3 separate regions of the Mus musculus genome follow, and all the other regions are linked to region 2. Evidence: chromatin contacts called from public Hi-C data. All regions are on one chromosome and are shown on one strand. The core of a region is the stretch at or near the end of the contact, and the rest is flanking DNA. Distances in the headings are between cores, read along the strand shown.

What was found. A called contact is a pair of places that touch in the nucleus more often than the background predicts.
Region 1: a contact with region 2 is called in a Hi-C map of granulocyte-monocyte progenitors, with 3 times the contacts expected there. The contact joins the enhancer-like site here to the promoter of Mboat1 in region 2. A contact is called at or near these places in 2 of 39 promoter capture datasets (cranial neural crest and maxillary cranial neural crest), 16 of 484 Hi-C or Micro-C datasets (CD4 T cells, CD8 T cells, LSK cells and 10 more), 5 of 115 datasets of contacts at active chromatin or transcription factors (bone marrow-derived macrophages, embryonic fibroblasts, neural progenitor cells and 1 more) and 2 of 9 other capture datasets (adipose tissue and pancreatic islet).
Region 3: a contact with region 2 is called in a Hi-C map of pancreatic cancer cells, with 2.8 times the contacts expected there. The contact joins the enhancer-like site here to the promoter of Mboat1 in region 2. A contact is called at or near these places in 1 of 15 datasets of contacts at CTCF or cohesin (CD8 T cells), 20 of 484 Hi-C or Micro-C datasets (the 4T1 cell line, the AML12 cell line, DN3 thymocytes and 14 more), 5 of 115 datasets of contacts at active chromatin or transcription factors (CD8 T cells, bone marrow-derived macrophages, embryonic fibroblasts and 1 more) and 2 of 9 other capture datasets (adipose tissue and pancreatic islet).

What each region holds. Positions count from the first base shown.
Region 1 is chr13:30,195,697-30,199,997 of GRCm38.p6, forward strand. It overlaps Mboat1 (membrane bound O-acyltransferase domain containing 1), which reads left to right. Exons shown (of 13, transcript NM_153546.4): 3 at 14-91. Among named protein-coding and RNA genes, the nearest start is that of Gm40869, 32 kb to the left of the region's middle. Within about 2 kb of position 2,480, at least 68 of the 459 cell types and tissues checked have an H3K27ac peak or open chromatin away from gene starts, as enhancers often do. A contact at or near this core is called in LSK cells, bone marrow-derived macrophages, granulocyte-monocyte progenitors and 4 more, where this site is marked.
Region 2 is chr13:30,133,837-30,138,047 of GRCm38.p6, forward strand. It overlaps Mboat1 (membrane bound O-acyltransferase domain containing 1), which reads left to right and starts at 2,654. Exons shown (of 13, transcript NM_153546.4): 1 at 2,654-2,926. The coding sequence starts at 2,831.
Region 3 is chr13:30,094,162-30,098,438 of GRCm38.p6, forward strand. No RefSeq gene overlaps it. Among named protein-coding and RNA genes, the nearest start is that of Mboat1, 40 kb to the right of the region's middle. Within about 2 kb of position 1,955, at least 17 of the 459 cell types and tissues checked have an H3K27ac peak or open chromatin away from gene starts, as enhancers often do. A contact at or near this core is called in the 4T1 cell line and pancreatic cancer cells, where this site is marked.

The DNA of each region.
Region 1 (4,301 bases), core at 1,230-3,729, 62 kb after region 2:
TTATATCTTAAAGGTATGCTGTACATCTCTTTGTGCTGGTGTTGATGTGTTATGGGGTCATGGTCACTGCAAGTGTATCCAATATTCACAGGTAAGATCCTGGGATAGAGCAGTGTACGGGAAGAATTTTGGAATCTTCTGGGGGAAATGTATTCCGCTTGTTCCCTTAAGTGATGTGTCTAAGAGTCTCCAGGATAGAAGAGAACCGGGAGGATAGGAATCTTCAGGGAAAAGGATGAGGGAAAAAGATAAACATCTTTATGTAAAAAAAGATACAAAGTGGGATTCAGTTGAAAGAGGGTTTATCTGTATTAGGCAGCCTCTAGCTGGGTCCAGCTTAGATGGTCACCGCACTAGACTACAATGCAGCTGTAGAAAGGAGTGCCCAGCAGAGGTACAGGATGTCATGTGTGCACCTCAAAATGAATGTGTTGAATGAAGGAAACCACCCATATTGTGTTTTAGAAAATACAAGGTAATCTGTGGTGGTAAGAGGATCAGAAGTTACTTGGCGTGGGGTGATGCTGGGACATGGGAAAAGAAGCGTGCAGGGGTGATGTGAGGCAAAGCGCAGTCTCAAGTTTGGGTGCCATTTTCTGAGTGTTAGCGCATATCAGAGCTCATTACTTGCGTTCTTTGAATACGTAAATGTATAACATAAGGAAAACTCTTCAGCAAGAAAGAGCAACGTTTTGCTGTGATGTTTGCTTTTAAGGCACAGAAATAGTTTAGCTCTTCCTTGAAGTCTGCAGGATCCCATGATCAGAAGATAGACTGGTGGTGTGTGTGTTTATTTTTACAGTGTCCGTCTTTCCTGTGGTCTGTCTGAAATCTCAGTGTTGATTTTGCCTTTTGTGGACCCTAGAACATTATTGCTTTTTCAAGTTTCCTTTATTTAAAAGAAATGTACTTGGGAGGGCTGGAGAGAAGGTTCACGCAAGTTCAGTCCCTATTGTCCATGTGTGGTGCTCACACCTGCCTGTGACTCGAGTTTCAGAGAACCCGGCTTCCTCTTCTGGCTTCCATGGGCACCTGCATTCACGTGCACACACAATTAAAAATGAAGTAACCCCTGAAGGATTTGTTTTATTTGTATTATGTGTGTGCCTGTGTGAGTTTATGTGTCCCGTGTGTATACAGATGCCGGAGGAGGGCACTGGATCCCCTGGGACCGGGGCTACAGGAGGTAACAAGCCCCATGATGTAGATTCTGGGAATCGCACCTGGGTCTTCAGTCAGAGCAGCAAGAAATCTTAGTTGCTGAGCCGCCACTTCAGCCTCTAGTGTATTTTGAAAATATAAAGACTTTTATCTTTTGCTTATGATGCATTTTCAGTGTTTAGAAAGACTCTTGGCACAGGCAAGACTGAAGGCTCAGTAAATATTTATGGAAGAGATGGCTGGGGTGCTTTGAAAAGATACTTTCAGGCCATGCGTATTGGCATAGGCCTTTAGTCCTGGCTCTGGGGAGGCAGAAGCAGGAGGATTTCTGTGAGTTGGAGGCCAGTATGCTCTACATGATGCATTCCAAGACAGCCAGGGCTATGTAGAGAGTCCCTGTCAAAAGATGGGGTGGTGAGGAACAGAGGGATGGAGGGGGAGACGGAGGGAGGGAGGGAGGGAGGGAGGGAGGGAGGGAGGGAGAGGGAGAGAGAGAGAGAGAGAGAGAGAGAGAGAGAGAGAGAGAGAGAGAGAGAAAAGGTGGGCTTTTCTGGTTTTTGGAGGCCACTTGATTAGTGAGCACCACACATGTTAAAAACACATTTATGTAACTTTTCAATATAATTTTGTTTTGAAGGAAAGTCTTCTTTTTTTTAATAGACTTTTACACTTCATTAGTCTTCCAACTTTGTATTCAAATGAGCCCTGGGAGTGACTTTTAATCTCCCTCTCCTCGGAGCCTCTCCACGAGAAGATAGCACCATTCTTTCTGGAGGAACATCAGGAAGTCCATTTTTCTAATTTGAGAAGGAAGATGATTTCTTTACACCATATGTATAATGCTTATAAGAGCCTTAAGAAGAGTCATGTTGTGGTGACTGTGTGTGTGTGTGTGTGCCCGAGTGCCTGAGTGCTTGTCTTTTCTTAGACATGCTTTTAAATGACTAATGATAATATTGCATTTTATAGCACATTTTTCCTTTTCCTTTTTCCATTGTCACATCTTTCTCTTTTACTGTTTTTTTATTTCTAAACATTTTGATGCAGCATGCTTTGGTCATATTGTTCCCCTTCCCCAGCTCCTCCCAGATCTCCGCTCCCTCCTCCTTCCTTCATAGTCTTTCTCTTAAACAGTCAAACCAAGCAGGAACAGAACAAAACAAAGCCAAAGCCAAACGGCCAGAAGGCCACATGGATTGTGTTTTGTGTTAGCTATTACCGGTATTCCCGAGCACACAGCCTGCCGCCCCACGGATGTGGTTGGTACACCGGAGTCTCCCACCAGTCATCAACTGCAAACAGCATCTTGGTTAGGGGTGGCACTTTGCCAGTTACCTACCCACCATAATCTGTAAGCACTTCCTCATACTTACATGACACTGGTAGGGCGCACTCTGGCTTTTAAAGGGTCATGTGAGCCCTTGTTCCACAGCGGGCCTAGGTTTCCATATTCCATTCCAGAGCCTGGGAATGGGACATTCTAACTAAGGTGGAGCTGAGCCGTCCAGACAGCGACTTTCACCACAGCCGTGTTGTGGTAGCAGAACATTCTGCATGAGAGTGAAATGGGAGATGCCCAAACCCGTTCTTCCTCTTTCTGTTTGATTGAATGGTTGCCAGTTTGCAGAAGTAGGGAGTGGTCCAGTTCCCAAAGGAAGAACTCCATGTAGCTCTAAAATGTGTCCCAAAGTTGTTTCCTCTGAGTTCCAGGGAGAGAACAAGAGGTTGGGGTTAGGAAATGTGAGATCTGGGTAGATGGGGGAGCCTCCCTGTGGATTAGCATTCCCCTTATTCCCACAAGGGGTGGAGTTTGTAAAAGTGTGGATGGTGTTCCTTCTTTTCTTTATAATTAAAAACAGCTTGTGATTATTTCTGGTTGATTATAGATAACTCTGAGTGTGTGTGTGTGTGTGTGGTACATGCACAAGTGTACATGCATGCATGCATGGCTGCATGCATGCATGGACCAGAGCAGAATATCAGATATCTTCCTCTGGTGCGAGACACCTCATTGCCTCGAGACAGTGTCTCTCACTGAAACTGGGAGGTCACTGTTTTTTGTCTAGGCTCTCCTTCCAGCAGGCTTCCAGGATCTGTCTGTCTCTGCCTGCAACTGCTAGGGTTACTGTCAAGGACGGCTGTGACCAGCTTTTTCCATGGGTGCTGGGGTTTGGAACTCGGGTCCTTATGCTTGCCACACTGAGCCATCTTCCCAGTTCCCTTGGATGAGGAGTCTGAAGACTCTGCGCTTATGATCCTATCTGAGTCATTCTTCTTTTCATGTCCAGTGCTGAGAGGTCTATTTTGTGGTTGAGAAGAAATAGGAGAGGGAGTGTTGACTGCTGTCTTCAATGAGCCCATTTCTGGCCTAGCTGTTGCTCAGGGTATTTTGAGAGAGTTCTCAGGGTATAACCTCTGTTTTCCTCCCAAGTTACAGTACTAGGCAGGAAACACAGGTGTCAGCTTGCTCTTCTGGGACCAGCTTAAGCAGATCTTGTTTGTATCTTCCAGAATGCGGGCCTTGGGTGCTGGTGATGTAGTTAATTGATTCTGGAGCCCTTGCTTTGTGCTACATCCCATGCTAAGCTCTTTTCAGTGTGCTGCATTATCCTCGGTACATAGTGATTAATGTATCAGTTGATGTTTGATTTCATTGTTAACACAGTCCTTCTAAAACAAGTGTGTAGGATAGAGATTTTATTTTATTGTTTGAATTGAGGAAATGAATGCTTATGTAAAGAAGTGCAGGTAGAATATATATATATACACGTACACACCCAGCCAGGTCAACATGAGAACACTACCAACTGTCCTGTCCCAATCTCTGTCACACTTCTTTTTACAAAAATAACCACCCTGCCAGTTTCTCATACCACAGATTATTTTTATGAGTGCCGGGGTTTGCATTCTTATTATTTGTGTTCACAATATGTCTTTTCTGCACCACAGACGATTCAGGTCTAGCCAGGGCAAGAATGCCCTGCCCTGGTTTGTTAGGATTCAATTCTTATCCCTGTTTTTGACAGCTGTGGTTTAATTACAACCACTGCACTGAATCTGTTTACCCTGTAAGCCAGGGAAGAGACAGGCGTGGCTACAGTTGACCTGGTTCTACAAGAGTCTATTGCCTGAAGAATGTG
Region 2 (4,211 bases), core at 1,404-3,903:
GTCATTGACTACATCTCTGGTTGGATATTTCTGCTAGCAAATCTTTGGCAGCTTCCAGATGCTTCGCCTGGGCCCACAAAGCTCCTTTTTCCTTGGCTTTCTACACATTAGCCCAGTGCCCCGTGGTCCTAAAAGCCTCTTTCTTTATCAGCTAACATTTAGTGTTTCCTGGAAAGGGTGTGTATTATTATTATTATTATTGATTTATTTATTATTATACATAAGTACACTGTAGCTGACTTCAGACGTACCAGAAGAGGGCGTCAGATCTCATTGCAGGTGGTTGTGAGCCACCATGTGGTTGCTGGGATTTGAACTCAAGACCTTCAGAAAAGCAGTCAGTGCTCTTACCCACTTAGCCATCTCACCAGCCCATATTATTATTTTTAATGGAGTCTCAGGACATTTCTTAAGCAGGTCACCAACTTCAGGCTCAAACGATCCTGTGTCCTCCACCTCGCACATAGGGAGGACTGCAGGTGTGTGGTTTGAGGGACTTACAGGGCTGATGTTTCTCTATTTGCACAGTTTACTCTCATCCTAGGTGGAGAAAAGAGCTATCAGTCATGAATCTGTAAGATTCTGCAGTTCTTCAGAAAGCAACAGTGTTTCTGTTGTTTTCATTGCAGGTCTGGATGGGCACAGAGCACGGCTTGGGCTTTCCTGGGCCAAAAGCAGGAAGCAGGCATGGAAGCGCCTATGGAGGACTCATGTTTCAAGGCTCGCTCCAGGGTGCTAGAAGACCCCTCCATGATGATGAAACATGGGTGATGGGGGCCACTGAGACTTCCTAAGCGGAGCAGAGATGCCACAGTCCTGAAGCTGGCACATGGTACATGGAAGTTGGAGGGGCACAGATGTGGCAGGGACACTGGAGGTGGAGGGCATGCCCATGCCCCAGTGTTCTGCTCACATCTCTCCCGAGGACAAAGCACTGGTTTACTCCATAGTCTTTGGCTGCATGAATAGTACAGTAGCTCCTGTAAGCTCACAGGCACATGGCTACATCTCCAGTTCATCGTTATCCACCATCTTGTAAAGATGCTGAGAAGTTGCTTTGCCGTCAGTGTGGATCTTCTCCTCTCTTCATGTTCAATTACTTCCCACACCTATAGAAAGTCACCCCACAACCTAAGCAAAGGGCTGCAGGGGCTGACAAGATGGCTCAGTGGTTAAGGGTGGTTAAGAATGTTTGCAGCTCTCCCAGAGGACTGGACTTCAGATGCCAGCACACAGGACGTGGATGAACTGCTCAGTACTGCCTGTAACTACAGCTCTGACTCTCCCTTCTAGCCTCTACAGGCACACACACACACACACTCTCTCTCTCTCTCTCTCTCTCTCTCTCTCTCTCACACACACACACACACACACACACAATCTTTTAAAAGGTGTTTGTGTGTCCAGAGGGATCTCTTGGTTCCTGGCTTCCTTTCTCTTCAGTAGGTCCCTGGGTGTTTCTCAGACTTCCAATGTGAGCAGCTACTTTGACATCAGGTTAGATGCAGCAGAGACTGGTAAAGTGCTAGAAGGGTCTCTGTGATGTTTTAAAATGTCTGTTAGTGAGTTGAAAAGGATTTCTCAAGAAACAGAGATACAGAGCTGTTTCAGCAAGTGAAAGACCCGTCATCACGTGGGTAGTAAACAGTAAACAGAAGCTTACTGGAGAGAAACGGCCCAGATGAAAATGAGACAAGTCACAGAAGGAAGCAGAGATAGTGGATTAGGGTGCTAGAAACTGTGGCTTGACCAGAGAAGGTAAAGAATGACAACCTTGGGTGCTGGAGAGATGGCTCAGGACCTGAGAGCAATCTCTCTTGCTGCAGAGGGCCGGAGTTCTATTTCCAGCACCCACATGGTGGCTCACAATCTCCTGAAACTCCATGGACTCTTCCGGTCTCCAGTGGCATCTACTCACAAGTACATACATACATGTAAAGTAAAAAACATATGAGAGAGAGAGAGAGAGAGAGAGAGAGAGAGAGAGAGAGAGAGAGAGGAAAGAGAGAGAGGAGAGAGAGAAGAGAGAGAGAAGAGAGAGAGAAGAGAGAGAGAAGAGAGAGAAGAGAGAGAGAAGAGAGAGAGAAGAGAGAGAAGAGAGAAGAGAGAAAGAAGAGAGAAGAGAGAAGAGAGAAGAGAGAAGAGAGAAGAGAGAAAGAAGAGACAACCAGACAGGGAGCACCAGGAATTCAGAACACAATCAAAGACACAGGGAAGGAGGAGAAGGAGACGCGAAGGAGAATAATAATCTGGAGTGGAGTTTTATGTTTGTGCACACCTGTAATTTCAGTATTTGGGAGTTTAGGGAAAGTCTGGGCTACAGGAGACCCTGCCTCTAAACTGCAAATAAATAAATCTTTAAAATGTAAGCAAAATGAGCGGTGTTGGTTAGCTCTTAGGTCTCTTCTGGCTTCCGGAGTAGCAGCAGGAGCCGGGCCTGAAACTGGAGCACAGGACACCCCAGCTGCCTGGGAGGAGGGTGAGACGGCTTCGGAGGAACCCGGATCGGGCCCGCTGCGCGCCCGGGGAGGGCGGCGAACTGGGGAACAGACTGGGCGTCTCCCGGTCTCCTGCCCCGGGCCGGGCTCCCGGGGATCCGCGCCCATCTCTGCCCGGCTCCTCCTCCGGGGCGTCCCCGGCTGCTGGCCAATGGGCGGCGGGCGGTGCGGAGCGGGAAGCAGAACGTGGGGGCCCTGCCCTCCCAGGCGCGGGGTCCCGCAGCGCCAGGTCCGCGCCCTGGAGTCGGCGCCAGGTTCCCGCGAGGTCCTCAGGAGCCCTCAAGGTGGCCAGTGTGCAGCTCCCGGGCGACAGAGCACCCTGAAGATGCAGGATGGCAGCACGGCCGCCCGCCAGCCTCTCTTACCGTACCACCGGCTCCACCTGCCTGCACCCGCTCAGCCAGCTCCTGGGCATCCCGCTGGATCAGGTAACAGCGTCCCACCCGCTACCCAGACCCTCTGTCTGGGAACAGGATTGCGACCTGGATTCGCTCAGAGCCTAGTTTATGGCTATGAACCCTACACGTGCGAGAGCTTTTTCTTCCCTTTTTTTTCTTTTTTCTCTGAGTTGGCTGCTTTTTCTGCGTGAAAACTATACGTCCACCTAAGCTAGCAAGTTGGACTGAACTTTTAAGTTTTGCTCTGTGATCGAATTATTTAGTGGTGTGATCCATGAACCCAGCATTTCCCCCACCAGTGTAGATAAAAGTCTTTGTGATTTTTAAATTTAGGCGATCCTACTTTAAGAGTAAGTCTGATCCAGCTGGGTGTGGTGGATCACGCCTTTAATCCAGGTCTTCAGAGCCCGGGGCAGGGAAATTGCAGCGAGTTCCCGTCTTCTCTGTCTAGGATGCTGAGGAGAAGCCTCAACTCTCAAACAAAACCAAACAAAAAGTAAAAAGCCTGACTAACCAGATGCGTAGGTCTATAGTATAGTATATGGTGATGACTTTTTTATTCCGTTTGTTGAGACAGCATCTGGCCCTGACTGTCTTGGCACTCACTCTGAAGTTCAGGCTGGCATCGAAGTCTCTTATTTTGTCTAGGCTGGGCTAGAACTGGTGATCCTTTCGCCACAGTGTTGAGATGCTTCTCAGAGGGCCTTACTCAGTTCTCATCCATCCCTGCTGTGCGAAACTGATGAGTAGGGCGGGCCCTGGGAGGAAAAGGGCTGTGGGGACTTCTTTGGAACTGTTCAGGAGTTGCCTGCTACATTAGAGGTAAAACTGGCAACAGTAACCTGGTAGGAATTTTGCCAAAGACAGCTGGAGTGCAATTCAGTGGTAGAGTTTGTAGTATGCTGGAGGGTCTGTCCTGTCTTCTGGCCTCCGTACTGAGGTCAAGAAAAGTCTTCCTGAGGTGTATGTAGTCTTGCCTTATTTCCTTCGGTGCCTCAGGCTATGTCCCCTGTGTAGGATGTAATGGTTTGAATGGATTCAGGCAGGACAGGTTGGAGTAAGACCCACTGCTCTCCTTACTAATCTGTTTCCTTTGAGTTTCCCCAGTTTAGTTTCCCTTCCTTTGCTGGGTCTCGAGGTGCATGCTTGTATTTCCAGTGCCAGGGAAACAGGCAGGAAGATTGCTCCGAGTTAGAGACCTGCCTAGGCCACGGGGAGAGAGTACCAAGTCAGCCTGGGTTACCCAGTAAAACTCCCGACTCGAAAATGCAAAACAAAACAAAATGTTCCTGTCTTCTTAGAGCAGTTTCTGTCC
Region 3 (4,277 bases), core at 705-3,204, 40 kb before region 2:
TACAAAGCAAGCTTTAGGACAGCCAGGGCAACTTAGAGAAACCCTGTCTCAAAAAAAAAGAAAAAAAAGAAAAAAAAAGAAAAGAAAAAGAAAAAGAAAGAAAGAAAGAAAGAAGAAAAAAACCCCCCAAACCTCATCCAATCAACAATAACCACCAAAAAAGAAAAAAGAAAAAGAAAATAAAGGAAAGGGGAAAGAAAGTAAGGGAGAAGAAAGAGCAAGCTGAGACATTGGATGGACAGTTGGGACTAGAATGATAGATCACTGGCTTTCTTTGGTCCTTTAAGTATGTGTTGGAGCTACACTGATGGCTTTGTATTTCAAGAAAGAACTTCGATTTAATCTGATTTGTGCATGTGTTTTCTGTGGTTCACTTGTGTGTTGTGAACCAACCACCACAGTCTTTTACAGTTTTTTTTTTTTTTTTTGAATTATGTGAATGTGTGTGCCTAGAAGTGCCGATGCCCACGGAAGTCAGAGATATCTGGTCCCTGGGGGTGGAGTGATAGGTGATTGGTTGTGAGATGCCTGACTTGGGTCATAGGCTCTCACCTTAGTCCCTCCGCAACAGCAGTAAGCCTTGAACCACTGAGCCATCTCCTCATCTTTCCTTACCAACACATTCTTTATGTGCCCTGCACAGAGCCTTTTCCACTCTCAATATCCTGAAAGAATCATAATATAAAACATAATATATATCCCAGATTCATCTCTCAAGGTCTTTGATAGCACCTCTACCTTCCCACATATGCCCTCCCAGCTCCGCAGCCTGTGTATTCTGGACACAACAGTCTATGTGTATCTCCTAAAATATAAGCCAGCTATTACTGCTGTTCTGCTCAAAGCTTACAGGGCAGGCTGGGGATCTAGCATAGCGGCAGGGCTCCTGCCTAGAGTGCCCCCAATCCTGGGTTCAATCCCCCACTGCTGTAACAAAGCAAAGCAGCTCCCATCTCCAGGGATCATGCCTACAGAGGCCGCTGAGCTCCGGACTTTAGAACCTGGCTGGTCCTGCACACAACCAACCCACCTGGAATTTCTAGTTTCTGCAACACCCCACACATTCTCCAATCTTGAGATTTTGACTTTTTTGGTATCGCTGGTGGGGCCTTCTCTTACCCTTTCTCTTAGCAGAGTCCTCCACTGGGTTTTCATGTTTCCTCATTGCTGCAGGCCAAAAAAAAAAAAAAAAAAAAAAAAAAAAAAGCAATGTGGTCAACCAACCATGGGACTGAAAACTCCAAAACAGTGTCCAAGTTTAGCCTTTTTAGCTTTATAAGTTGATGAAATCGGCTATTTGGTCACTGTAAGTGAACGTGACTGCTATAGCTTTCCTGCCCCACCCCATTAAATTGCACATATTTATCTACTCTCCATAACCCTCAGTTTAGTTCATTTTTCTTCATAGCCCTTGTCAGCTCATAAATAATTGGTTTATTTTACACGTTTTTTTTCTCCCTGTGTGTAACCCCCTAGGACAAAAAGTCCCTGTGACTGTTATTGATTCCACATCCTAATGGTAGCCTACACCACACCGGGCTCCCAATATTCATATATTCAATAGAAGAAGTGTAATCATGGAGAATGCATGGGTTGAAGTTCTAGGGTCTAGCATGGGAAAATATGGAAGTTCTGATCACATTAGAAGCACAGCTGTGGGTGGGGGGGGCACAAGGGGCCCACGAGAAAGGAAGGGAACAGATAACGTTCTCCTGCTTGCGCAGCTTTTTTTGGAGCCTTTGGGTGCATCTGATGTCTTTGGCCCCATCTTCCTTGGTTCTCTATGGCACATACTTCCTTCCTTTTGAAGGCCCTGAAAGGGACTCTTGCCAAATACTTCTTAACTGACAGCTTAATTGAGTTATTAGAAAGGGATTTCTTCTGCATGACTCATAGGGAAAAAAATAAAGCCATTCTCAGATTTGTTTTGTTGGGCAAGCTTATTCACTGAGCTCCCCAGAGAGGAGAGATCAGGGGTTTCCTGTGTTATGTGAGGAGCCCGGATTTGGATCACAGGAGACACTGTGAGGAGGTGGCGATACAGGTTGATCAGATACAAGGCTACCTGAGACAAGGGCAGGGCCAGTGAGATGGACCAGTGAGAGAGAAGCAACAGTACAGGTGAAGTCCAATATCAACTTGTATTGGTGGCTACCTTTAGCAAGGTGTTACACACTCTCTAATTTATAAATTCAAATGCTTCAGTTTGCATGTACATGTTAGAGTTTGTCTTGTGGGCTGGCGAGATGGCTCACCTGTTAAGAGCACCGACTACTTCTTCCGAAGGTCCTGAGTTCAAATCCCAGCAACCACATGTGGCTCACAACCATCTGTAACAAAATCTGATGCCCTCTTCTGGAGTGCCTGAAGACAGCTACAGTGTACTTACATATAATAAATAAATAATAATAATTATTTAAAAAAAGAGTTTGTCTTGTATACCAGAACATAAACTGAGGAAGAAGATCTGATCATTGTGTCAGCTCTACTTCAGGCAAAAATATTTGATCATGTTGTGGCTCACATATGGCAGCGATTAAATATTTAAAACATGAAATTCCAAAGAGGAAGGAAGTAGCTGACCTTTAACCCCAGTTGTCACAACCAAACGCTATCCATCAGCAAGGGGTGGGCTTCTAGGGGAAAGCTTTCCCTTCAGTCAGAATCTTGTCTGAAAGTTACTCTTCTCTTTCTTCTTCTGTTGAGAGACAAAGGTTTGTGTTTTTCATCAGAAGAAAGAAAAAGAACCCGAATTCTGGGACACACGTCAGCATTAAGAAGTGCTATATCTAGAGATAACAAGGTTGGAAGCTAGGATCCTGAGAGGCTAAGCTTTGAGAACCACAGCTCTAAATGACTAAGAGTCGCTCCTGCAGTGCACAGGGCAGGAGGCAGACCGTGTGGTCTGGGCTAATGCAGGTGGGCATGGGGCATGGACCAGCATGATGTGTGGTTTGCAGAAACATCTGAGCAGAGACTCAGACCAAGGAGATGAGCAGAGAGCTTCGTGGTGGAAGGGGACACTGCTCAGACAGAGCTGTAAATGACAGACAGCAAACCAGGGTAGGGGAAAAAAGGGGTGATCTTTTTTTGGATTCATTCATGTGTGCATGAGTCTCTCTGCACATACATGTGTGCAGAGCTCTTGGAAGCCATAACAGAGCACTGGATCCCCAGAAGCTAAGTTACCTGGTCGTTATGAACTGCTTGGTGTGGGCACTGGTTACTGAGCTTGGGCTCTTGTGTGGAGCAGCAAGTGCTCTTAAGTGCTGAGCCATGTCTTCAGCATCCCTTCCCCACTGCCAGATCTTTATCAGAAGAATAAAGGAGCTACTCTGGAGTCCAAGGGACCCAAACTATCAAGTCTCTCCTTCTTCCCTTTCCCTTCCTTTCACTGTCCTTCTCTGACCTCCTATCTGTCCCTACCTGTGTGTGTGTGTCTTTGCCTTTCTCTACTTTCCTCATTCATTCCCTCTCCCCACCTCTCTCTCCCTCTCTGGCTACACTGAGCCTTCCTTTCTCCACTAATAGAGATGAACGTTCTCTGCCCATCAGGAAAAAATGTCTTCTAGCAAATGTCAAAGACACATCCTGAAAGATCTGTAGCTAGACATGAAAAGATGCTCCTGTCAAGTGCCCAGGTTGGATTCTCTGTCTCTTTCCTTCTGTCTCTTTCCCTCTGTCTCTGTCTCTCTGTCTTTTTTACTATCCCCACCCACTGGTCCCTTTGTATATGTGTTTTTTGCCACTGGCGCTGATGAGAGTCCCAGGACCTCAGCAACCTGGCCCGTACAGTCTGCCCAAACCTTGCTTCTCTTTTAAGAACTGTAACACTCCGGCATTCCTAGCTGGACCAGAGCCCCGTGGATTGTGTCGTCCCAGCTTGCTTTGCCCACTGGGCAGACAATGGCCAACAACTCTGTAGAGCAGGCTGGCCTTGAACTCAGAGATTCACATGCCTCTACCTTCTGAGTGCTGAGATTAAAGGCATGTGCCGCCACACTCAGCTCAGATTGAAGTCTTGCGTCTACCTCTTAGACAGTCGTTGGGGCTGGGTAGTTATCCCATATTAAAAATATTTACTGTGCCTCCACTAGCATAGGTGTCCCTAAAATAACAACAGAAAGACAACTCATTCAGTACAGACAGGCTTCATGCCGCCTTACACGCACTCCAGTTTCCTCTCATTGTCCGTTGCTCAAGCCAGGGTGTCTTTCTCTTACGATCTCAAGCAGTTTTGTCCCTGCGTTACTTTTCTCCTAACTGGGGTAAAGTGT